Linked DNA regions of Cricetulus griseus: region 2 is linked to region 1. Evidence: chromatin contacts called from public Micro-C data. All regions are on one chromosome and are shown on one strand. The core of a region is the stretch at or near the end of the contact, and the rest is flanking DNA. Distances in the headings are between cores, read along the strand shown.

Region 1 (7,305 bases), core at 4,168-6,667:
GACAGGAGAGAACATTGGATCCCTTGAAGTTGGAGTTACAGGCCATTGTGAGTGCTGGGAACCAGGTGCTCTTCGAGAACAGCAAGTGTTCCGAAAGACTGTGCCATTTCTCCAGCCTCGTGTTTGGATCTTCTTAAAGTTCTCATCTAGTGTGGTTTTTCTGATTTATCTTCAGTTCAACATTCAGAGGTGACAGGTAGAGGACAAGCTTTCAATATGAGGACCGAGAGAGAGGCAGTGGTGCACAGCTCTCAGTCCAGTCCTCAGGAGGCAGAGGAGAGTTCCACGCCAGCCTGGTCTACAACGTGAGCTTCAGGACAGTCAGACTGTTACAGAGAAACCCTGTCTCAAAAAACAAAACAAAACAAACAAGCAGAAAGTGTTACTTTGTTTTGTTATTGTTGTTTATTTGGGGAGGGAGGAGGCAGTAGCTCACTCCAAAGCCCCGGCTGGCCTGGTATTTGCTCGATAGCCTAGGCTACTCTTGAGTTTGTAGCATTCCTCCTGCCTCCGGCTCCTGAGTGGAGGGATTATGGGTGTATGCCACCACATCTGACTTGCAATACTGTCCTATAACAAGTGAACTTTCCCAATATGAGTTACAAAAGGGAATATCCCCATATGCAAATGGTACTTGCTCTTCTCTGATGCTTCTTAAAGAATGCTGACAATCCTGGGATGAGAGAAAGCAGGTCATTAGTCCCATCAGTGACCAAAAGTATTATTTATAAGGACACATAGAGAATTGAAACAACCCTTTTTTAAAACAGAGTAAGGGCCAAGTCATGATGGTACATGTCTTTAATCCCAGTGCTTGGGAGGCAAAGGCAGGTGGGTTTCTGTGAGTTCCAGGCCAACCTGGTCTACAGAGAAAGTTCCAGGACAGCTAGGGCTACACAGAGAAACTCTTAAGGAATGTCTGTGGGGCTGGAGAGCTGGCTCAGTGGTTAAGATGGGGATCACCCACATCAGGCAGCTCACGATCACCTCTAACTCCGGCCCCTTTCTCTGGCTCCTGCAGGAACCCTCATATATATGCCACAATACACAGAAATAAAAATTAATCTTGAGAAGAAAAAGAAAAGAAATGAAGAGCTAGTGAAATAGCTCAGTGGGTAAGGGGCTTCCGCTACCAAGTCTGATGCCCTGAATTGAAACTCTAGGGCCCACAGGATGGAAGGAGAAAAATGACTCTTACAAGTTGTCCTGTGACCTCCATATGTACAAGGTGGCATTCCCATACTACACACACGAATACTCAATAACATGGAAAAACCACACACACACACACACACACACACACACACACACACTTTCATAAGTTTGTTTGTTAGGTCTGCAATCCCAGCACTCTAAAAGCTGAAGCAGTAGAACTGCCACAAGATCAAGGCTAACCTGAGCTATCTAGCCAGTTCCAGGCTAGCCCTGTCCCTCATCCCCACCCTAAAAAGAGCAATCTTAAGGAAAAAAACAAAGCCAGGAATGGTGGCTCCCACCCATAATCCCAACATTGGGACACTGGGGCAGAAGAATTGCCAAGGGTTTAAAGGCAGCGTGGGCTACACAGTGAGTATCAGACTAGCCATGGCTACATAATAAGATCCTCTCTCTCTGTCTCTCTGTCTCTCTGTCTCTCTGTCTCTCTGTCTCTATTTCTCTCTCTCTCTCTCTCTCTCTCTCTCTCTCTCTCTCTCTCTGTGTGTGTGTGTGTGTGTGTGTGTAAAACCTAAAGCATTAAACATCTGTGAGCCTAACACCTATGTGTATGAGTGTTTTGCCTGCATGTGCCTGGCACCCTTGGGGTCAGATGAGAGCGCCAGCTCCTCTGGAACTGGAGTTCCAGACAGTTGTGAGCCACCACGGGTGCTGGGAACTGAAGCTGAGTCCCTGCAAGAGTAGCCAGTGCTATGGCAGAAGAGCAAGCATATTTGGAGGAGGCTTCTTCCCTGGGAAGCTTTCCCCTTGTCTCTAGTGACAAGCAACCTTTCTCTGGTCCACACTATGTGAGAGCTGCCCTTCCTGTCTGGGCATCTTACCTCGGGAGGTTCCTCCACACCCTTGTAAATGGGCGTCCTGTTAAACAACTGCCTTTATTTCCTGCTTGTTCTCTGGCCAAGTCATCTGGAAAGTCAGCCACCAGACAAGTCCCTGGACATTTTCTTCCTCTTGTGTTCCCTCCCTTCCCCTGTCCTCCCCTCCTTCCTCCCTCTCTTCTTCCCTTCTCCCTCCCCCTCTCTTTCATCTTTCTCTTTTTCTCTCTTTCTTTCTTGAACACTATCTCATGTAGCCAAGCCCGACCTTCAACTTCTGATCCCCTGCTTCTATTTCCCAAGAAGTAGAGGATTACAGGCAAATCCTATGATCCACCATAGCTGAAGTTTGTAAGGAGCCGGGACTCCAGCACAGGGTACAGAGTGGTAGAAGGCTAGTCCAGCATGTGGGAGGCCCTGGATTCAATCCCCAGGACTACCAAACAGTCTAAAAGAAGAAAGCAAACACAATGAGTGCCAGGCCTGTCGAATCCTGGAGCAGGTAAAACCAGTTAGTCTTTAGCCCTCAGAAAGCCTGCAAACACAGGCATCTCCTATTAATACTTCATTAAAGAAGGATAGAAGTTGCCAGACATAATGGCACATGACTCTAGTCTCAGCACTGGGGAGGCAGAGGCAAGCAGCTCTCTGAGTTCGAGGCCAGCCTGGCCTACAAAGCGCATTCCGGGACAGCTAAGGTTACACAGAGGAACTCTCTCAAAAAATTAAATAAAACAAGAAAAAAATATAAAAGGGCAGAAACTGGGAGTGTGGCTCCCACACGTAACCCTGGCATTCCAGATGTCTGAAGCAGGAGGATTGCTACCAGCTTGAGGCCAGTATGAGTTACAAGGTGAGTCTGAAGCCAGCATGGTCAACATTGGAAGTTCCAGATCAATTTGAGTCACACAGGGAGATTCTTTTTTTTTTTTTTTTTTTTTTTTTTTTTTTTTAATGTGCGTTGGTGTGAAGGTATCAGATCCCCGGAACTGGAATTACAGACAGTTGTGAACTACCATGTGGTTGCTGGGACTTGAACCCAGGTCCTCTGAAAGAGCAGTCAGTGCTCTTAACCTTTGAGACATCTCTCCAGCCACCCCCCACCTTTGTTTTTGTTTTTTTTGTTGTTGTTTTGTTTTTGAGACAGGGTTTCTCTGTGGCTTTGGAGGCTGTCCTGGAACTAGCTCTTGTAGACCAGGCTGGTCTCAAACTCTCAGAAATCTGCCTGCCTCTGTCTCCCCAGTGCTGAGACTAAAGGCGTGAGCCACAACTGCCCAGCCGCAAAGGGAAATTCTTTCTCAAACAAATGAATAAACAAATAATATAAGCCGGGCGTTGGCGTTGGTGGTGCACACCTTTAATCCCAGCACTCGGGAGGCAGAGGCAGGTGGATCTCTGTGAGTTCGAGGCTAGCTTGGTCTACAGAGCAAGTGCCAGGCTAGGCTCCAAAGCTACACAGAGAAACCCTGTCTCGAAAAACCAAAAATAAATAAATAAATAAATAAATAAATAAATAAGATAGGTGTAAGTATATTTTAAATTAACAATAAAATAAAAATAATTAAGTTTACCAGCTGATATAGTATGGTGCAAGAGGGACCTTGGTGGGAAGCCCCATGGTGGGTGAGGAACCAAAACACCATGCAGACAGCTTACATGGGAAGTTTTGTTGGGGGAAGAGAAGAGAGTGGGGGAACGGAAGGAATAAAGGGGAGAGAGAAAGAGAGAGTGGAAGGAAGAAGGATGGACAGAGATGGAATAGGACAAAGAAGAGAAGGGAGTAGGCAGAGTTCTGCTTTTTAAAGGGACCATACAGCAGGCCAGGGTACTGCCTGCCTGCCATGTGAACAGGGGTGGCACACTCTGCTGGGTCCCCAAGGGGCAGAGCCAGGTGTGTCTGGATGCTAACATTCCTCCCTTATTTGTTTATTTAAAAAGGTGAGGAGTTAGCCTGGCAGGTTAGGGGAAAGAGGGCTCTGAGTTCTCAAGACTGCTTACTGCTGATGAGTGAGCATCAAAAACGGGCGGGGGGTGGGGGGTGGAGAGTAAGAAAACCAGGGAGCTGGCCAGGTCCTGGAGCAGGTGGTTGCCTCACCACTGTCGAGGCTCTATGAAACTGTCCTGCGCCTCTTGGACCTGGCAAGGTGCTGGCAGAGCAGAGGACAAGGTTAAGTTTAGGGGAATTTTTTTTTTCTTAGGTTCTGGTAATTGAAAGAGGGCAGTGTCAAGACCAGGGGAAAGTGGGGAGGCTTAGGTTGTTTAGATCCTGGTAATTAGGGGTGCATCTGACCTGTTCCAGGTGAATCCGAGTTGACTCCCGGGAAATTACAAGAATTCTTTGAGTTTGTGAAAAGATACGTTTTGGACACATTAGCATTCCCACTGTTTGTAATCTGTGCTGAAATCCACATTGCAGAAAAGGTGGTCTACTCACATAGCAGTGGTATTCTGCTGGGTTAATAGCTTGTCATGATTTTATCAATTTATGTTAAGACTATGAACTTTTGGAGTCTTAATACAACTATAGAGATCTAGGTGGTGGCTCTTGCCTTTAATCCCAGCACTTGGGAGGCAGAGGCAGGTGAATCTCTGAGTTCAAGATCAGCCTGGTCTACAAGAGCTAGTTCCAGGACAGCCTCCAAAGCTACACAGAGAAACCCTGTCTCAATATATATATAGAGAGAGACAATATACATATATATATATATATATATATATATATATATATATAGAGAGAGAGAGAGAGAGAGAGAGAGAGAATGTCTCTACAAACAAGCAAACAAACAATCATTATATTTTTGCCAGGTGTGCTAGCATATGCCTGTCATTTCTGCACTACTGAAGGCTAAGGCAGAAGAATAATAAATTTGAGACTAACCTGAGCTATGTAGTGATCACTAGGTTAGTGCAGCCTTCACTACATTGTATAATGTTGTCTATAAACAAATAAACTGTCTGGAATTATATGCTAAGTGAATTAAGTTTCAATGAACCAATAAATTAATTCTTTGTATATCTAAAAAAATACCCCAGGCAAGGTCAGGAACTTTTGTCGAAACATGATAGTTTTTTAGATTTATTCATTCTATTTGTATTAGTGTTTTTCCTCATGTATATAAGTGTACCATGTGAGTTCCTGGTATTCAAAGAGGTCAGAAGAGGGCATCAGATCCCCTGGAACCAGAGTTGTGAGTTGCCATGGGGGTGCTGCAAACTGAACCCAAGTTCTCCACAATAGCAACAAGTGTTCTTAACCACTGAGCCATCTCTCTAGCCCCAGTTGTTACTGTTTAACTAGGAACCTTGGAAAGAGATATTCACATCAGTACTTAGAGCAAGGTAGAGAGAGACCCACTGGGGTTTGGTTTTTGCTTAACTTTAAAGGCTGTAATCGTTAAACCAGAGCAAAGCCACTCCTGTACTGGCCGGAAATCTAACCTCTCATCACCAAATATGGAGTCCATGCCTAGAACACCTCTGGATCTTACAGAACACTCCCCTATGGCATAATATTTTTGTTTCAGGAGTTCTCTCACCTTTCTTTCTTTTTTTGGGAGGGTGGGATGGGGAGAAATTCGAGACAGGGTTTCTTTGTGTAGCCTTGGCTATCATGACCTCAAGCTCAGAGATCTGTCTGCCTCTACTTCCCAAGTGCTGGGATTAAAGGTGAGCACCACCACAACCACCGCCTGGCTATATTAATTAGTTATAATTTTGTTGAGGCAAGGTCTCATATAGCCCATGCTTATCTGTGAACTCCTAACCCTCCTCCCAGTACCACCCTGTAAAGTGATGGGACAACAGTAATATACCACCATGCCCACTAACCTGAATTTTTGCTTTCCTCTTTTCTTCCTCAGAGCTTCTAACCCAATATGAAGCATTGGCCTGTTATTGTTTTAATTGCCTGATATCCTTGCCATTTTATAGTCTTGTTAGTGTGATTAATTAACTGGAACCCAGAGTAAATGAGGTCCCAGTACCATTCTGAGTTTGTCACTTCTTCCTATGATGAATTGTTCCATGATGCTGATGTTGTAATTTTAAAAATGGCCAGGAAGAAGTCACACCATACAACTGGGCTCACATGGGAGGTTTATTGGAAGAGGAGAGAGAAGGAGGGCAGAAAAGGGAACAGAGAGAAGGGAGTGGAGATCGGTCTCTGGGGACGAGTAACAGAAAAGAAAGGGGGGAGGGACAAGGCCAGCCTTTTATAAGGGAACATAGGGAATGTGCACAGGGGGGCTTGCTCTTAGTGGCTGTAGCTGAGGTGCATCCCGACAGGGCAGGGCAGTACAGATGGCTGAATACTAACAGCTGAACCTTGGCCATTTTCCCTTAAAGACTAAAGTTTCTGTCCTGCCAGGTCTCGCCATCCTTCAGCCCCAAATAAGCACACAGAGACATATTAATTATTAAACTGCTGGCCAATAGCTAGTGCTTCTTACTGGCTAGCGCTCGTTTTGTTTTGTTTTGTTTTGTTTTTCAAGACAGGGTTTCTCTGTGTAGCTTTGGAGCCTATCCTGCCACAAGCTCTGGAGACCAGGCTGGCCTCGAACTCACAGAGATTCGCCTGCCTCTGCCTCCCCGAGTGCTGGGATTAAAGGTGTGTGTCATCACCACCTGGCTGACTAGATCTCTCTTAATTATTAACCCATAACTACTTATCTATGTATTTCTACCTGGCCTTATCTTATCAGAGAATACCTGGTGCATCCTATCTTCTTGGCCTCTACATGGCCTCCCTCTGCCTTCTCATCTGGTAGCCCCGCCTACGATTCCTGGATGGCTATTGGCCAATCAGTGTTTTATTCATCAACCAATAAGAGAAACATATACAGAAGGACTTCCCCCATCATTCCCTGAAATGTGTGGTATAGTCACATATTGTACTGCTTTTTAATGATTTTAAATACATCAGCAGATCTATTTTTTTGTTTTTCAAGACAGGGTTTCTCTGTAGCTTTGGAGCCTGTTCTGGAACTCACTCTGTAGACCAGGCTAGCCTCGAACTCAGAGATCTTTCTGCCACTGCCTCCAAGTACTGGGATCAAAGGCATGTACCACCACTGCCTGGCTGCATCAGCAGATCTCTTGAGCACAGGCTTGTAGTTCTAGTGTTTAGGAGGCAAGTGCAGGAAGGTTTGCAAGTTCAAGGCCAGCATGAGCTCTATAGAGAACTTACACACACACACACACACACACACACACACACACACACACACACACACACACACACTTTTTTTTTTTTGTAAAAAAATAACTACTGGTTACT
Region 2 (7,473 bases), core at 1,180-3,679, 55 kb before region 1:
GATACCTTGACACTGGAGTTATAGACAGTTGTGAACCACCATATGGATACAAGAACTGATCCCAGATCCTCTGTAAGAATGCTCTTTTTTTTTTTTTAGGTTTTATTTATTTATTATGTATACAACATTCAGCTTCCATGTATATCTGCACACCAGAAGAGGGTACCAGATCTCATAACGGATGTTTGTGAGCTGGGAATTGAACTCAGGACCTCTGGAAGAGCAGTTGGTGCTCTTAACCTCTGAGCCATCTCTCCAGCCCCCGTAAGAATGCTCTTAAGCTGGGTGCTGGTGGGGCACTTTGATTCCCAACACTCAGGAGGCAGAGGCAGGTGTATCTATTGAGACCAGCCTGGTCTACAGAGCAAGTTCCAGGCCAGCCAGCCAGAGCTGTTACAAAGAAAAATCCCATCTCAAAAAAAAAAAAAAAAAAAAAAAAACAGTGCATTGGTGGTACACACCTTTTAATCTCAGTGAGTGGGAGGCAGAGGCAGGCAGATCTCCAAATTGGAGGCCAGTCTGAAACAAACAAAAATCCAGGTGTTCTTAACTGGCTGAGACATTTCTCTAGCAACTGACCTTGATCTCTCAATACTACTGTCTTAATTAGCCTGTCTCTAATATTGGGATCACAGGTGTGTGCTAACAACCCATTCAGTATTAGTCATTGAACCCCAGGTGTCATGCATACCCAGTTATGTCCCAGTTCGTTTGTTCTTTACATCTGGAGACAGTATCTAGCTGGGGCTAGCTTTAATTCATTCTGTAGCCCAGGCAGGCCTGGAACTTACAGTTCTCCTGCCTCAGCCTCCAGAGTAGTGGGGATTACAGACCTGTACCCTCAGACCTAGAATAAATGTTCTTTAATTAAATACCTGTTCTATAAAATAATTTGCTAAGTGTTTAAATCTTACCAATCTATAGTAACTTTTCCCAACATGTCACCATATCACCAATTGTGGCTATGCCATCAATTCGGTAAATGCAAAACAAATTGAGACCCAAAGGAGTGTAATTGACTCTATTTTCCTAGATGCATTTTAAATACTGTTAACAGAGATTTTAATCTCAATGTATGTGAAATACTGTGTTGATCACATTTCCAAAAGCTGTTACTGACCCAGCAAGATGGCTTAGTAGGAAAAGGAGCTGTCACCTCAGGTCTCCCATGGTGGAAGGACAGAACTGCATTCCACAGGTTTCCTCTGGCCTTTACTTGTGCGCCCACAAAATAAGTCCATAAAAAATAAACAATTCGATCAGGTGCAGCAGCCCTTACCTGTAGCTCCAGCTAATGAAGATGAAGCAAGACAACTGCTTGGCCCTATGAGTTTGAAGCCAGCCTGAGCTAAACACGATGGTGAGTCAGTTTATTGCTGATTGTTTTGTATTGGGAATCAAACCACTAGTATTAAAGGCAGAGGCACGTGGATCTGGAGCCTGGTCTTCATGGTAAGTACCAGGTCAGCCAGAGGTACATAGTGAGACCCTATCTCCAAAAATAAATAAGTTAGTAATCCCAATACTTGGAAGGCAGAGGCAAGTTGAACCCTCTAAGTCTGAGGCCAACATGATCTCCACAGTGAAACCCTGTTTTCAATAAACAAAACAAACCTAAGGCCTTGAACATGCTAGGAAAGTGCTCTACCACTGAGCCACAGCTATAGCCTTTGTGGTTAGTTCCTTTTCATGAAATATGATCTACAGCTGGGCATGCCTATAATTCCAGCACTCTGGAGGCTGAGGTAGGAGAATCGGGGGTTCAAAGGTCTGTCCACTACCACATAACAGAATTCAAGTCTTGACAGGGCTACGTAAGACCCTGTTTCACAAAACCAACACCCTGTCCCCTTAAAACGTGGTTCCTAGTGTTTTCTTAATGTGTAATGTGTGAGATGAAAAAGGGAAATGGAAAATTTAGGTGCCAGTTTCCTTATTTATATTTATTTTGTGCTGGAGCTTGAACCGGTCCGCTCTACCAACTGGCTACGCCTTCCAGCCCCAAGTTTCTTACACGAACTGTTGAGTCAATACTTCTCGAGTACGTAACGAATTCGAGGCATTAGTAACAATCCTTTGCATTTCCTAGAGAAGGGGCTAGGACTTGCCCTGGAATCCTCCTTTGATGTACATTTCCCAATTACGTCAGAATTTCCTGACGGCCATCCTGGCTTGTGAGCCTTTTCTGCTTGAGTGGTGCAATAAAATAAAATAATAAAACAAAAAAAGCACTGGCAAGCTTCCAACCTCTTGCCTCAGGATCTTCTTAGAAGCACTTAGGAGGCGTGGGACCACAGCCGCTGGACGCCAAACGCTCCCTGACGCAGCGCGCCTGCGTATCGGAGCCCCTTTGTTGCTCAGGCGCTGGGGTCGGGCTGCGCCTGCGTGTTGAGTCCACAAGAACAAGTGCGCTGCGCCGAGGGCACCGGCTGGGGGCGAGCAGACCTCGAGCAGCCGCCGGCGCCGCAGCCGTTGCTACCACCGCAGCGCAGTGGGGTTCAGAGGCCCAGAAGGTGGTGACTGAGGATGTCGTCCACCGCGGCTTTTTGCCTTCTCTCTACCCTAGGAGGGTATTTGGTCACGTCGTTCTTGTTGCTTAAATACCCAACGCTGTTGCACCAGAAAAAGAAGCAGCGATTCCTCAGTAGGCACATCTCTCACCGCGGAGGTGAGAGGGGTCCCCAGAATCGGATGGCGGAGATGGGGGTGGCCTCCTAGCAGAAGGTAGAGGAGGGTGGGCATGCTGGAGAGGCTGAGGAAGAATGGGCTCCAGTGACTGGAGGGCTTCGTCTGGTGAGTCGTCCCGAGGGGAGGAAAGGAAAGAGGTCTCGTGTCCCACTCCTGGTGGGCGTCTCTGGGGAGGAATGGTGGCAGGGCTTCTGTGAGGAGGGGAAGCGCAGGATGAGAGCGAGAAGTGGGGCGTTTCTCAGCCGCTGGAAGGATGATCCGGAGGACCCTTCTTGGGAGCCAGGCACAAAGCCGATGCAGATCCAGGAGACACCCGCAGGGGGAACCAGGGACAGACTGCTGGGGACAAGCTGGTGGCTGAGTCCATGGGGAAGAGCTTGGGCACAGGCAGGGCTGAGGACCCGCGAGTCACCTGGAGCGAGCTGAGGAGTCTGCGATGCCTAGTGACCTGGCCCACCCTCCAGGCATTTGTAATTGAGCTCTGGAGAGAAGTGTCTCCAAACTAGGGACGTTTTCCAAGGTCACAGGGCTTGGACTGAAGTGAGACAGGGAACTTGGAGGGTTCTGGTTCCGAGGACTCCAAGGCTAGTACCTGGTTTTTGTAGTTTTTTTTTTTTTTTTTTTTTTTGTCTTTCACAGCAGCATTTATCCCAGCAATGGTTCGTGGGTTTCTAAAAGACTAAAACATGATTTCGTTTATTGGTATTATTTTTTAAAGATGGTAATGTTCTCTTGTAAAAGTATATTGCTGTAAGGATCAAGGGGCATTCACTCTGATTTCCTACAACAGGCCACGTCTTTGCTTCTTCATTACTGTTTAATAATGTGACTTCATTACATCTTAATCATAATGTATAATTGTTTCAATCACTTTTAATTTTTTTTCTGGGATGAATGCGACACTAGGTTAAAGTGGCTTGAAATGGAGCCAGTTTTGGTAGCCCATGCCTTTAAATCCCAGCACTCGGGAGGCAGATGCAGGCAGATCTCTGAGTTCGAGGCCATCTGAAGTAAAGTTAAGATTAGCTGGAGTGAGTTCCTTTGACAGCCAGAGATGCACAAAGAAACCCTGTCTCAAAAAAAAAAAAAAAAGAAAGAAAAGAAAAGAAAAAAGGAAATCGCTTGACATGTACAGTTTAAATGGTAAATTCTATAGTCTAAAATTTGTTGTTGTACCATAATGTTTTTTTTTTTGTTTTTTTTTTTTTTTTCTTTTAGATTTTTCAAAGATGGGGTCTTGCTATGGAGTGCCTGCAAGTCCCTCTGTATACCAAGCTGGTCTGGCACTCTGCCTCTGCCTTCCCAGTGCTGGGGGTAAAGGTGTGCTGGGACCATAACTTCTATTAAGACAAATATGTCATAGAAATACATTATCACTCTTTTGTATAATTTTATCAGTTAAACACAGTTTCCCACTTTTGTTTGTTTGTTCTACAAGACAGGGTTTTTCTGTATAGCCCTGACTGTCCTGGAACTAGCTCTGTAGAACAGGCTGGCCTTGAACTCAGCCTTTCTGCCTCTTCCTCCCAAGTGCTGGTATTAAATGAGCTGTCATGTCCAGCTGCTGGTGGTGGTGGTTTTTTTTTTTTTTTTTTTTTTTTTTTGAGACAGGGTTTCTCTGTGTAGCTTTGTGAGCCTATCCTGGCACTCGCTCTGGAGACCAGCCTGGCCTCGAACTCAGAGATCTGCTGCCTCTGCTGCCCGAGTGCTGGGATTTAAAGGTGTGCACCACCAACGCCCGGCAGTGGTGGTGTTTTAATGTGTCTCTGTATGGGTGTATGGTGTGTTTTCGTGTGAGTGTAGGCATATACATACTAGAGTTCGTGTGTGGAGGTCAGAAGACAATATCAGATATTGGTTCTTGTCTTTACCTTGTTTGAAATGGAGCTTCTTGCTGGACTCACCAGTAAACTTGAGTTGGGGGTTGGAACTTCTCCTGCCTGGCCTTCCATCTACCAGTAAGGGCACAGTTCTACTGCTTCTGGCTTATGCATGGGTTCTGGGTTCTACTGTTTCTGGCTTGTGCATGGGTTCTGGGTTCTACTGTTTCTGGCTTGTGCATGGGTTCTGGGGATCTGAAGCAAATGATTTACCTACTGTGCTATCTATCCAGTCCAGTCTTGCCTTTTCTGTTGTTTGTTAAATAGTCTTACTGTATAGCTCAGGCTGGCTTTGAACAGAATGGCCTTGAATTTAAGATAGTCCTGCTTCAGCTTCCTGAGTGCTGGCATCACAGGTATTTGTCATCACCAATCTTCCTATTGAAGATTATTCTTTTGGTCTGAAACTTGTTGTCATAGTTTTTCCTTGGTTTTATAAACAACACAGTAGCACATTATATGTTATATATATGAGGATGTTAATGATAATATAATGGTGGTCAAACAAAAACTATAAGAAAAGTAAACGTTGATTCATATACAATATATCCCTCTGACCTGGGCAGTAGTGGTGCATTTTTTAATCCCAGCACTTGGGAAGCAGAGGCAGGTGGATCTCAGTGAGTTCGAGGTCAGCCTGGTCTCCACAGTAAGTTCCAGGACAGCCATGGCTGTTACACAAAGAAATTCTGTCTCGAAAAACAAAAACCAAAAAACATCTATCTGAAAGATTATAGAAGGAGCTGGACCAATATTATTTCCTTCATAGCATCACAGGCAGGGTAATGGGCACAGGTACCTGCTGCCAGGCCTGGCAACCTGAGTTCAATCTGAGGGACCCCACATGGTTGGAGAGGAGACATGACTCCCTCAATTTGTCTGACTTCCATGCATATGTGTGCACACGCATAAAATAAATAAATGTTAAAAAAATCTTCTGTAGGGGATGGAGAGATGGCTCAGCAGTTAAGAGTACTGACTGCTTTTCTAGAGGACCTGGGTTCAATTCCCAGCACCCACATGGCATCTCACAACTATCTGTAACTCCAGTTCCAGGGGATCTCACACCTTCACACCAATGCACATTGAAAAAAAAAAACACTTTTTTTTTTAAAGTTAAAAAAAATCTTATGTGAGGATGCAAATTGCAATGTTTTCTTATCTTATCCTATCAAGATCAAAAGTAATTAGGGAGCACTACATAAAGGAGGGAAAATTAATATGAACTGAGAACACAGGGGGCTGGGAGATCACTATGTAAGAGGACATGAGTTTGACTCCCAGAACCTGTGTAAAAGAAGCTGGGTGCAGTGGTATGTACATGTATTCCCAGTGCCGGAGAGGTGGAGACAGGTCCCTTAGGCTCCAGTCAGTTAGCATACTCTATGTGGTGAGTGTTGTGGGATATTTTGACTCTGACACTCCACAGACTGGCAATAAAGTTTACTTTGAATTAGAGGGCAGAGCTAGCTACTAGCTGGCCAAAGTAGCCATAGAGATTTGGAGCGCTGAGGACAGATAGAGAGACATAGTAAGAAGTAGGGAGGGGCTTCGAAAGATTCTTGGTCCTTTTAGATCCAGGAAGGAGAGAGAGAGGAGGTTCCTGGTCGCTTTTCTGCCATTTCTCTGATCAGTTTCTTACCCTGATATCTGACTCCCGAGTTTTTATTGATAAAGAATAATTAGATAAATTGTTCATCTGGTTCCCCACTTTGGGTGCCATATGTAGTTGTGTTTTTCTCATCAGGACTGCCAACCTCTTCTTAGTACAGCACGTTCAACTTGCTCCGAGTCTGTTAGCGAAATCTGTGCACCTAGATTTCTCCTTCTCTTCCTCTCTCTCCCTGGAAATCCTGCCTATCCTCTCCTGCCTAGATATTGGCCATTCAACTCTTTATATTACACCAATCCAGCAATTTATATTACAGTAATACACAAATAAAAAGTGTTAGCACTAGAAATTATACTGTTTTCCTTCGAATATAAACACCCACCCCTACACATACACAATAAAAGCATACAGTGAAACAAACAAAATTAATAGTAGGGTGACCGTAGCACTGGGGAGGCTGAGGTAGGAAGGTTGTAAGTTTGAAGCCACCTTGGTCTATGGAGTGAGAAGGCTAAAACACAAACACACTTGAGGCAGGAATATCAAGGGTTCAAGGTCATCCCTGAATGCATAGTGAGTTGGAAGCCACCTTGGGCTACATAAGACTCCATCTCAATAAACCAATAATAGGGCTGATGAGATGGCTCAATAAGTAAAGATGTCAACTGCCAAGCCTAAAAACCTGAATTTGACCCATGGGTCTCACATGGTAGATGTGTTGGTTGGTTTTTGTCACCTCGACACAAACATAGACAGACATACATGAGAAGAAGGAATCTTAATTGAAGGAATCAGATTGTCTGAAGGCAAGTCTGTAGGGCATTTTCTTGACTAATGATTGATGTGGGAAGGTCTAGTCAATTGTGAGTGATGCCATCCCTGGGCAAGTGGTCCTAGATGGTATAAGAAAGCAGGGTAAGCAAGCTATGGGGAACAAGTCCGTAAGCAGTGTTCCACCGTGGCTTCACTTCCTGCCTCCAGGTTCCTGCCTTGCTTGAGTTCCTGCCCTGCCCTCCTCCAGTGATGGACTATGACCTAGAAGTTAAGCTGACACAAACCCTTTCCTTTTCATGTTGCTTTTGACAATGGACTTTATCTCAGACTAGCTGTCTTCTGACCTGTGCCTTCTTTTTTTCTTTTTTTTGGCGGGGAGGGATGGGGGATTTTGAGGCAGGGTTTCTCTGTAGCTTTGGAGACTGTCCTGGAACTAGCTCTTGTAGACCAGGCTGGTCTCGAACTCACAGAGATCCGCCTGCCTCTGCCTCCCGAGTGCTGGGATTAAAAGCGAGCGCC

The links. Hi-C and Micro-C count contacts between places; a contact is called where the count stands out from the background.
Region 2: a Micro-C map of the CHO-K1 cell line shows a contact between it and region 1, with 2.8 times the contacts expected there. The contact joins the promoter of Gdpd1 here to the enhancer-like site in region 1. A contact is called at or near these places in 2 of 8 Hi-C or Micro-C datasets (the CHK-Q cell line and the CHO-K1 cell line).

The regions. Positions count from the first base shown.
Region 1 is chr7:100,249,598-100,256,902 of CriGri-PICRH-1.0, reverse strand. No RefSeq gene overlaps it. Among named protein-coding and RNA genes, the nearest start is that of Ypel2, 26 kb to the right of the region's middle. Within about 2 kb of position 5,417, at least 1 of the 6 cell types and tissues checked has open chromatin away from gene starts, as enhancers often do.
Region 2 is chr7:100,301,908-100,309,380 of CriGri-PICRH-1.0, reverse strand. It overlaps Gdpd1 (lysophospholipase D GDPD1), which reads left to right and starts at 2,429. Exons shown (of 10, transcript XM_027426348.2): 1 at 2,429-2,668. The coding sequence starts at 2,527.